2 separate regions of the Macaca mulatta genome follow, and region 1 is linked to region 2. Evidence: chromatin contacts called from public Hi-C data. All regions are on one chromosome and are shown on one strand. The core of a region is the stretch at or near the end of the contact, and the rest is flanking DNA. Distances in the headings are between cores, read along the strand shown. Region 1 holds the start of LOC106995021. Region 2 holds the start of LOC144337759.

Region 1 (4,213 bases), core at 1,179-3,678, 650 kb before region 2:
CCGAGGCCTGGGCGAAGCCGGGGGAGACAATCGCCCAAGTTTGAAGGGGTCGCGAAGCTTGGCGGGGGAGGTCGGTGTTGGCGCCTAGGCCCGTGTCCCCCTCCGCCCCCGTCCTCCCGCCGGGCCCCTGCTGCCCCTCGCCAGCCGCGGATCCCGCTCACTTACCACGTACGAGGAGAAGGCGGCGGCGGCTGCGGCCGCGGGGTCGGCGCCGTACTGGAGGTGCGAGTTGTAGCCCGGCGAGGGCGCCGTGAAGGCAGTCGAGCCAGCGTAGGGCGAGAACGCGGAGCCCGAAGAAGAGCGGCCGAGCTCATCCGTGCGGGGCCCCGAAATGACGCTGGTGCTGTACGCCGGGCACGAGTAGAGCGCCAGCGAGGCGGACGGCTGGTACAAGTAGCCCTGCGGATAGGACATGGCCACACACGGGCATGGGGCGCGCCGCGCCGCGGCCGCCAACGAGCCGGGCGGCGCCCTGCGAGGGCGAGCGGGCGGGCACCTGGCCTCTGGCTGCCCTGGGCCGCCGCTCTTCTGGCCCCGGCTCCGGGGCTCCGGCCCGCGGCGCCTCCTGGTTGGCTTCCCGCGCGCCTCCGGCTGCGACCGCCGCGCCCGCTCCTCTGCGCGCCTCGCTCGCCCCAGCTGGGCTTTTTTCCCCTCCCCTCCCTTGCTGCTTTCTCTTTTTTCCCCTCGCTCTTTGCACCGGGGGGCTCTGCTTTTGGCTTTGCAAAGGTCCTGCCAAGATGCTAAGTTGGAAATTGAGGATTCTGACGCCTTGTGCGCGCCCGAAGCTCCTCCTTCCCGGGGTGTAGTCGGTGGGAGGACTGGCAGGAGCTTCTGGGCGGCCGCAGCCAACCCGGCCGCCAGGCGCGCCTCGCCCTCTCCCTCTTCCTCCCCGGCTCCCTCTCCCGCTCGCTGGCGTTCCTCTCGCCCCTCCCTAGCGCCCGCCTCCCCTCCGCGGCCCCCCTCTCACCCCTCCTCTTTGCCTCCCCTTTTCCCCTCCCCGGTCTCTCCCTCTCTCTCGCTTTCTCTCAGACTCTCGAGCGCCGGCCCCAGGATGACAATCACATCCCAGGAGCGCCGATCTCTTCCAACTTTCCTCTTCTGCTAACTTGGGGCGGAGTGGCAGTCCCGCCGCACGGCCGGCCCTGCAGCGGGTCCCGCCGCCCCGAAGCACAAAGGGAACAAGGCCGCGGACTGTGCGCCGGCGAACGCTCTGCGCTCTCCTAGCCACAGTAGATTGCGGACTTAGCGGATTTCTTGTTCTCCGGCAGGCTGGGCTCCGAGGCCGTTCGTTGCCCACCGCTCTCTGGCGTCTTCCCCAAGCCAGGGAGGCCGAGAGCCAGCTGGAGATCCCGAATGAAAGTCTCTGGGAGAGCCGATGGATGGCCCGCGCCCAGGGCGCAGGAAGTCCGGGATGACTGCCCCTCTGCGCCGGCAGCAGCAGGTGGGCGAGAGACAGGCCTCAGACGTCTGCACGTCTCCGGCTAGCCTTCCTTCTACCGACACGCCGCCGGACGGCGAGGGAAAAGACACTGGTTCCTGGAATTACCGGGGTAGCCTTTTTCTAGAGTATGGGTGGTGGGCAAGAACTGCCAGAGAATCAGCTACACCCGAGGAGGTCTCGGGACCGTCCCCAGCTCCACTCCCACGCCTCTCCGCCTCTTTCTCCCGGCTTTCCAATCGCACGCAGCTCGCACCGCCAAGTCGGTGGTGGTGGAGGGAGCAGGTCCCCTTCCCTTTTGTTCAACTAAGTCGCCTTCCCCTTCGCACGCACTCTCGCACCCGCCCACGCTCCACTGCAAACACTGGGCAGAGCAGTGCCCAACCCAACCACTGTTTGTTCAGCGAGGCGCTGGCGAGGCAAACACACACAACTGAGTCAGAGGCAGAGCCCTTGCCCACGACGGCCACACAGTTAGAATACAAAACAGACCCTCTCCTCTCCTCTCCACCTCCCGCCGCCACAAGCCACGGAAGCACTCGAACTCTGGGACAGACAGGGGCGCTGGTGAACCAGGACAGAGGATGGCACAGGTTTGGGCACGCCGCGGAAGCTCGGGATTTCGGAAACTTCGCATAATGGGGCCACACGCAAGCCCAAGCATAACTATATACAAAGTTTCTCGCATTGACTTTGACGGGCGAGACGTACTTTATTTCGCGAGCTCACACTAACCCACCCGCCGCACCGGCACCCGCTCGGCAGTGCGCCCTCGTGCACGCGCCTTGGCTCCTCCCCTCCGTCCGCTCCCCTCCCCCAGACACCGCCCACCAAGAGGACTGACCGGTTCAGACTACATTCTCCGAGAACCCCTGGGTCCGCCCAGCCCAGTGCCTGACACCTCCTTCACCTATGATTGGGCCCTGGCCTCTCTGGGCTCCGCCCCCTGGTGACGTAAGCCCGCTTTCCTCCTAGTCTCGGCGCCAAAGGGGCGGGGTGAGGCGGGGCCTCGATCGCGCTATTGTCATGGAGACGGGAAGCTGGCGGCAGCGGCAGCGGGGACAGCTGGGCCGAGGTGGCTTCCAGCCGGCCAATGCCTAAGCGAGGCGGAACGCCCCGGGCGGCCCGAGCCTGGGGCAGCGCGGAGCCGACCAGTGGTGGCCTCGCCGGCGGCCTCTTCCCGGGCTCGCGGTGGGCCTGAGTCTTCGCCGGGAGCTCCCGGGAGCAGCGTCCCCGCCCTGCTCCCCTCGCTCCCGCCTCTTGCGGCCCCACGGCCCCTCAGCGCCCGCCCCCGGCTCCGCCCGCCGCAGCGGCAGCCCCTGGCGCTAACGGTCGGTAACGGCCCGCGCGCGCCGCCCGCCGGGGGCTCGCGCCAGCCACGAGGGAGCGTCCGCGGCCCGCGCGCCCGCGCGGCGGAGGAGAGGTGAGCCCCCGCCCCGGCCAGGCCCCCTGGCCGTGCAGTCCGCCCCTCGAGCCGCGTCCCCTGGTGGACCGGACGGACGCGGCGGTGCCCCGCGCGCGACCAGACGTCCCGTGGGCAAGGGCCTGGGCCTCGGGCCGCGTAGGCGCCGAACGAACCTCTCTGGGTGTCGGCGTTCCGCGGGGGGCGCGCGTGGGCGTGGCCCCTCAGTCCACGCGTGGCCCCTAAGTCGCCGCGGCTCTCGTCCGGGACGCGGCTTTCCGGAGTAGAGCCCTGGAGGTTTGTGCCACCGAGAACCCGAGTCTGTGACACAGACATCGTCATTACATCATCCTGCCACTCCGGCCGTCCCGCTCTTTCTCCCCCCATCCCCGCCCCGTGGCTTGTTTGTTAGTTGGTTTTTTCATTTTTTTAACCCCATTTTCTTGTACTGTCTTATTTTTGGTGTCAAGGACTGGAGAGACTCCTGCAAGATATTGAGGCATTTAGAATGTATGGTTCTGTTGCCGTGGTTGTCACCTCCGCTCTATGTCAAATTTAAGACTCATTTCTTAAGGATGTCTCTATTTTCTGCTTTATTTGCACATTGATGGCTCTGCTGCTCAGCTGGCAACGGCCACCCGGCGTCTGAGATAGAATTGTCTTAATATGAGAAAGGGAAGGGCGGATCATGATTAGCAGGCAGACTGCATGCAGGTAGCGTCTGGCGGGTTTTCTCCGTTTTTATATGAAAGCGTTCATTTTTTTTGCTGGTAAACACGAGCTTTTAACTTTTTGTCTGGATAGTCGAGACCATTTGTTTCGCTGTTCCCTCCTTCTTACTTCCTATTTATCGGCTTTTCCGTTTGGAAAGCTGCATACTTGGTAGCGGTAGTTTAATTGGTGCCTTGACTCTGAAGCTTTCTCTTCCAGCAGAGGTGGGATCTGTATCCCTCCCATCCCAGGTTACCAAGAAGACTTTTTCTCCCCTTGCTTTCTGTTGCATTTGTATCTTTCCAAACATTTAAACTTACACTAGGGATAAGTTTGCTCGGGTTGTTTTTAACGTAGGACTATTAAATATTCTCATTTTAAAACTTCCTAAAGGTTTATTGGTTTGTCATGTCTGCACGGATCCAGTTTCGCATAACTCTTAAAATTTAAAGCTTTAAAGTAGGATTCGCAGTTGTATTGCCAAGACATGGCCCTAGAGCTTGTTCTTCAAGTTTTGGCTGTACAGTTGTCATTGTTTCAGTCAAGTGCAAAAGAGGTTATTCCTGTTTATTTAGTGTAATAGCTATTTACAGTTAAAACTTTAAAGACTCATAAAAGTAGGTCTGCTGTATTTTAAAGATCTCATCATTCTTGTGGGAGAG
Region 2 (4,148 bases), core at 109-2,608:
GTGTTCCTTCCTTCTCCATGTGCCTACAGGGCGCGCAGTATGAGCTGAAGGACAGCCCCGGGGTGCAGCATCCGGCCGCGGCTGCCGCGTTTCCGCACCCGCACCCCGCCTTCTACCCGTATGGCCAGTATCAATTCGGGGACCCGTCCCGTCCCAAGAACGCCACCAGGGAGAGCACCAGCACGCTCAAGGCCTGGCTCAACGAGCACCGCAAGAACCCCTACCCCACCAAGGGCGAGAAGATCATGCTGGCCATCATCACCAAGATGACCCTCACCCAGGTGTCCACCTGGTTCGCCAACGCGCGCCGGCGCCTCAAGAAGGAGAATAAGATGACTTGGGCGCCTCGCAGCCGCACTGACGAGGAGGGAAACGCTTATGGGAGCGAGCGCGAGGAGGAAGACGAAGAGGAGGACGAGGAGGATGGCAAACGCGAGCTAGAGCTGGAGGAGGAGGAGCTCGGGGGGGAGGAGGAGGACACGGGGGGCGAGGGCCTGGCGGACGACGACGAGGACGAGGAGATCGATTTGGAGAACTTAGACGGCGCGGCCACCGGGCCTGAGCTGTCCCTGGCTGGGGCGGCGCGCAGGGATGGCGACCTCGGCCTGGGACCCATTTCGGACTCCAAAAATAGCGACTCAGAAGACAGCTCTGAGGGCTTGGAGGACCGGCCACTACCGGTCCTGAGTCTGGCTCCAGCGCCACCACCAGTGGCCGTGTCCTCACCGTCTCCGCCCTCGCCCCCCGTGGGCCTGGACCCCTGCGCTCCCGCACCAATCCCCGCCTCCGCCCTGCAGAAGCCCAAGATCTGGTCCCTCGCGGAGACTGCCACAAGCCCGGACAACCCGCGCCGCTCGCCTCCCGGCGCGGGGGGGTCTCCCCCGGGGGCAGCGGTCGCGCCTCCCGCCCTGCAGCTCTCTCCGGCCGCCGCCGCCGCCGCCGCTCACAGACTGGTCTCAGCGCCGCTGGGCAAGTTCCCGGCTTGGACCAACCGGCCGTTTCCAGGCCCGCCGCCCGGTCCCCGCCCGCACCCGCTCTCCCTGCTGGGCTCGGCCCCTCCGCACCTGCTGGGACTTCCCGGAGCCGCGGGCCACCCGGCTGCCGCCGCCGCCTTCGCTCGGCCCGCGGAGCCCGAAGGCGGAACAGGTGACTGCTGAGCGCTGGACGCGGAGCGGGGGCGGGCTCTGCGGATAGTGCCGGAGCTGGCCGGGAGGGGCAGGGTCCGGGAGGCGCAGGGCGCGTCCCTCTCCGCTCCTGCTTTCTGCGGCCCTGGGCGCCGGAACCGAGCGCTCTAAAGGCCCTCCTTTTTCTTCCCCCGCTTCCCTTAGATCGCTGTAGTGCCTTGGAAGTGGAGAAAAAGTTACTCAAGACAGCTTTCCAGCCCGTGCCCAGGCGGTAAGACCCCGAGGTTGGGGGGCTGGAGGGACTGACAGGAGGGGAAAGGAGAGAACGTGGAGCACCACGCACGGCCTTTTGCCCGGGAATAGCATGGAACCCTGCTGGGACGCATTTTGTAAAAGGGGACGAAAGTCACTTCTTCGGTCGCCCCTGTAGGCCCTGCGACAGCTCTCCAGGTCCAGCCCAGGCACCCCAGGCGCGGCCGGTGGGTACAGCGCCTGTACCTTCTAGGGGAAGCCTTGCGTGGCTGGGCCCACAGGCCACTGGGGCGGGTGGCGGCTCTCTGATGCTCACCTCTTTCCAGCCCCAGACCTCGGGTCCTGACGCCTCGTGCCCACCCTACAGTTAAACCCCCAACACACACATCTACAACTGGACATAATTTTACATTGCGACACCTTCCTGACTCTCGGCCCCAACCCAAGTAGGATCTCCCGGCCCTAGGCCGCCTCTGCGCTCCTGAATCTCACCTTTTTTGCTATTACTGTCTCTCTCTTCCAGGCCCCAGAACCATCTGGACGCCGCCCTGGTCTTATCGGCTCTCTCCTCATCCTAGTTCTTTAAAAAACAAAACAAAACAAAACAAAAACTTTTTTTAATCGTTGTAATAATTGTAAAAAAAAAATCGCTCTGTATAGTTACAACTTGTAAGCATGTCAGTGTATAAATACCTAAAAGCAAAACTAAAAAAAAGAAAGAAAAAAGAAATAAAACCAGTCCTCCTCAGCCCTCCCCAAGTCGCTTCTGTGGCACCCCGCATTCGCTGTGAGGTTTGTTTGTTCGGTTGATTTTGGGGGGTGGAGTTTCAGTGAGAATAAACGTGTCTGCCTTTGTGTGTGTGTGTATATATACAGAGAAATGTACATATGTGTGAACCAAATTGTACGAGAAAGTATCTATTTTTGGCTAAATAAATGAGCTGCTGCCACTTTGACTATAACCCGCCTGTCTGCCCCCTCGACGGATCTGTTTGGTGTTTTTTTGTTTTTGGGGTTTTTTCTCCCCTTGGTTGTTTGAAGAATTCGCGGGAAAGGACGAGAGACGAATCAGGACCGAGTAGTCAAACGACAGCAATAGCTGAGGGGGCGCAGAAGTGGCGGGGCTGGGGGCGCCGCAGCAGGAGAAGTGGCTGGAAAAGCACCTGGGGCGGCGGAGAGAACGGGAGCAGGAGACAGGTGGGAGACCCCGACAAGATTCTTTGCTAAGAGCCAGGAATCTGGGCCCGACCCACAGTTCTACGGGAGCAACCGCGGTGGCTTGGATCCTTCTCTGGCGACCTTGCCAAAAGATTTAGAGAAGGGTCTGGACACAACGGGGTTAGCCTGCGCGGGTGGTGGGGGCGTGTTCTCATCACTCCCCCCCGCCCCGCCCCCGTCCCCATTCTTTGATCGACACAATTGAGGCTTTCTCAGTGTTACCTATAAGAGGTTGTACGAGCCCAGATTCCATCCTCCTTCCAAGCCGGTTGCACCCCTTCTGTCTTTATAAATGCCAGGGTGTGGGGTGACGGTGGAGGCAGATATGGAGAAGAGGGGAGCCTAGGGGTACATATCAACCCTCTAGATGATGTGTGACTGCCCAGCTCTAGTTGAGAGTTGGGAGCCCGGGTCCTGGCAGCATCTGTGCGTCTTGGCACCCTGGTGGGTTTTCCCACGTGCCCTAGAAGAGGCATCCTGCTAAAGTCCCGGCGCAGGGGTTGCGGGGGTGTCAGACCCGCAGCACCTTTCCAGCCGGGATTCCGGCTCCAGGCGGGCCTGGGGTGGGCGGGCCGGGGGAGGCAGCTGGGAAATTTGGGGCTGGAGCTCCCTCTACAGGACAAAGGGGACGCTCGGCGCCTCGCCTCCCTGGCCTCTCCACCCTGCCGCGCGCCGCGCCCCCTCCGCACCCTCTTTTTCCTCTCGCAGTCAGCCAGCCAGCCTGGCCCAAGTTTGACTTGAAGAAGCTGTAGGGAGTGTTTGGGCGAGTGACACCTCGGGGTAAGAAGGAGAGACACATTTTTTTTGCCCCCTCCCCACGTTACTAAAGGTACGGTGTGGCCAGATGCGGGGTGTTTGACCCTCACAGTGGCGCGGTGTGGCCAGATGCGGGGTGTTTGACCCTCAGAGTGGCGCGTGTGACTATCTCCCGCGTTCCAGGGAGGTATGGGAAGCGCGCACATTCCCCGAAGCCACGGAACAAGACACGGCTCAACATTGCACAACTTCGAGACCCGGCGGTAGCAGAGCGGAGCCCGACAGGACTGGGCCGTGCGGGCCCAGCGGTCAGCGCCGCGCCTCGGGAGTCCCTTCCGCGAAGGGGGCGATCAAGGTGCAGCGGCGCCCCATGGGCGGGTGGGGAGGGGGCTGTGTCGGCCTCTGTGTCACTCTGCGAGCGCACAGAGGGCTGGCGAACCGCTAGTGGACACCCGGCAAAGCCGCTCCTCCGCTGGCTTGCTCCTCCAGCCCCTTCCTCAGAGGCCAAAGAGACGTCTCCTTGGCTCCCCAGCGTTCCCTCTCTTTGTTAACGGTGTTTCTGGGGTTCAGGCTCCTTCCCAGTTCGTAAGCTCAGACTGAGGTTTCCCTCTGGCCCTGCTCACAGCGCCCCCAGACGTGGAGCCCGCTCATCTTCGCGGACTTGGAACTGAGGCCGGAACGCCAGGACCCGGGCAGAGACTGGTTAGCACATTGAATGACTTGACAAGGACAGCACTCCGACACCTCAACAGCTCAGGCCTCACAAGCTTAACTGGCACCGACTCTGCTCCCACTTAC

What was found. Hi-C and Micro-C count contacts between places; a contact is called where the count stands out from the background.
Region 1: a Hi-C map of fetal cortex germinal zone shows a contact between it and region 2, with 4 times the contacts expected there. The contact joins the promoter of LOC106995021 here to the promoter of LOC144337759 in region 2. A contact is called at or near these places in 5 of 14 Hi-C or Micro-C datasets (blood, fetal cortex germinal zone, fetal cortical plate and 2 more).

What each region holds. Positions count from the first base shown.
Region 1 is chr20:50,405,390-50,409,602 of T2T-MMU8v2.0, reverse strand. It overlaps LOC106995021, which reads left to right and starts at 2,428. Exons shown (of 5, transcript XM_028840650.2): 1 at 2,428-2,861. It overlaps IRX5 (iroquois homeobox 5), which reads right to left and starts at 924. Exons shown (of 3, transcript XM_001086980.4): 1 at 166-924. The coding sequence starts at 414.
Region 2 is chr20:49,757,033-49,761,180 of T2T-MMU8v2.0, reverse strand. It overlaps LOC144337759, which reads right to left and starts at 1,358. Exons shown (of 2, transcript XM_077984760.1): 1 at 1,065-1,358. IRX3 (iroquois homeobox 3) reads left to right here. Exons shown (of 4, transcript XM_015126150.3): 2 at 30-1,146; 3 at 1,329-1,395; 4 at 1,900-2,338. The coding sequence ends at 1,954.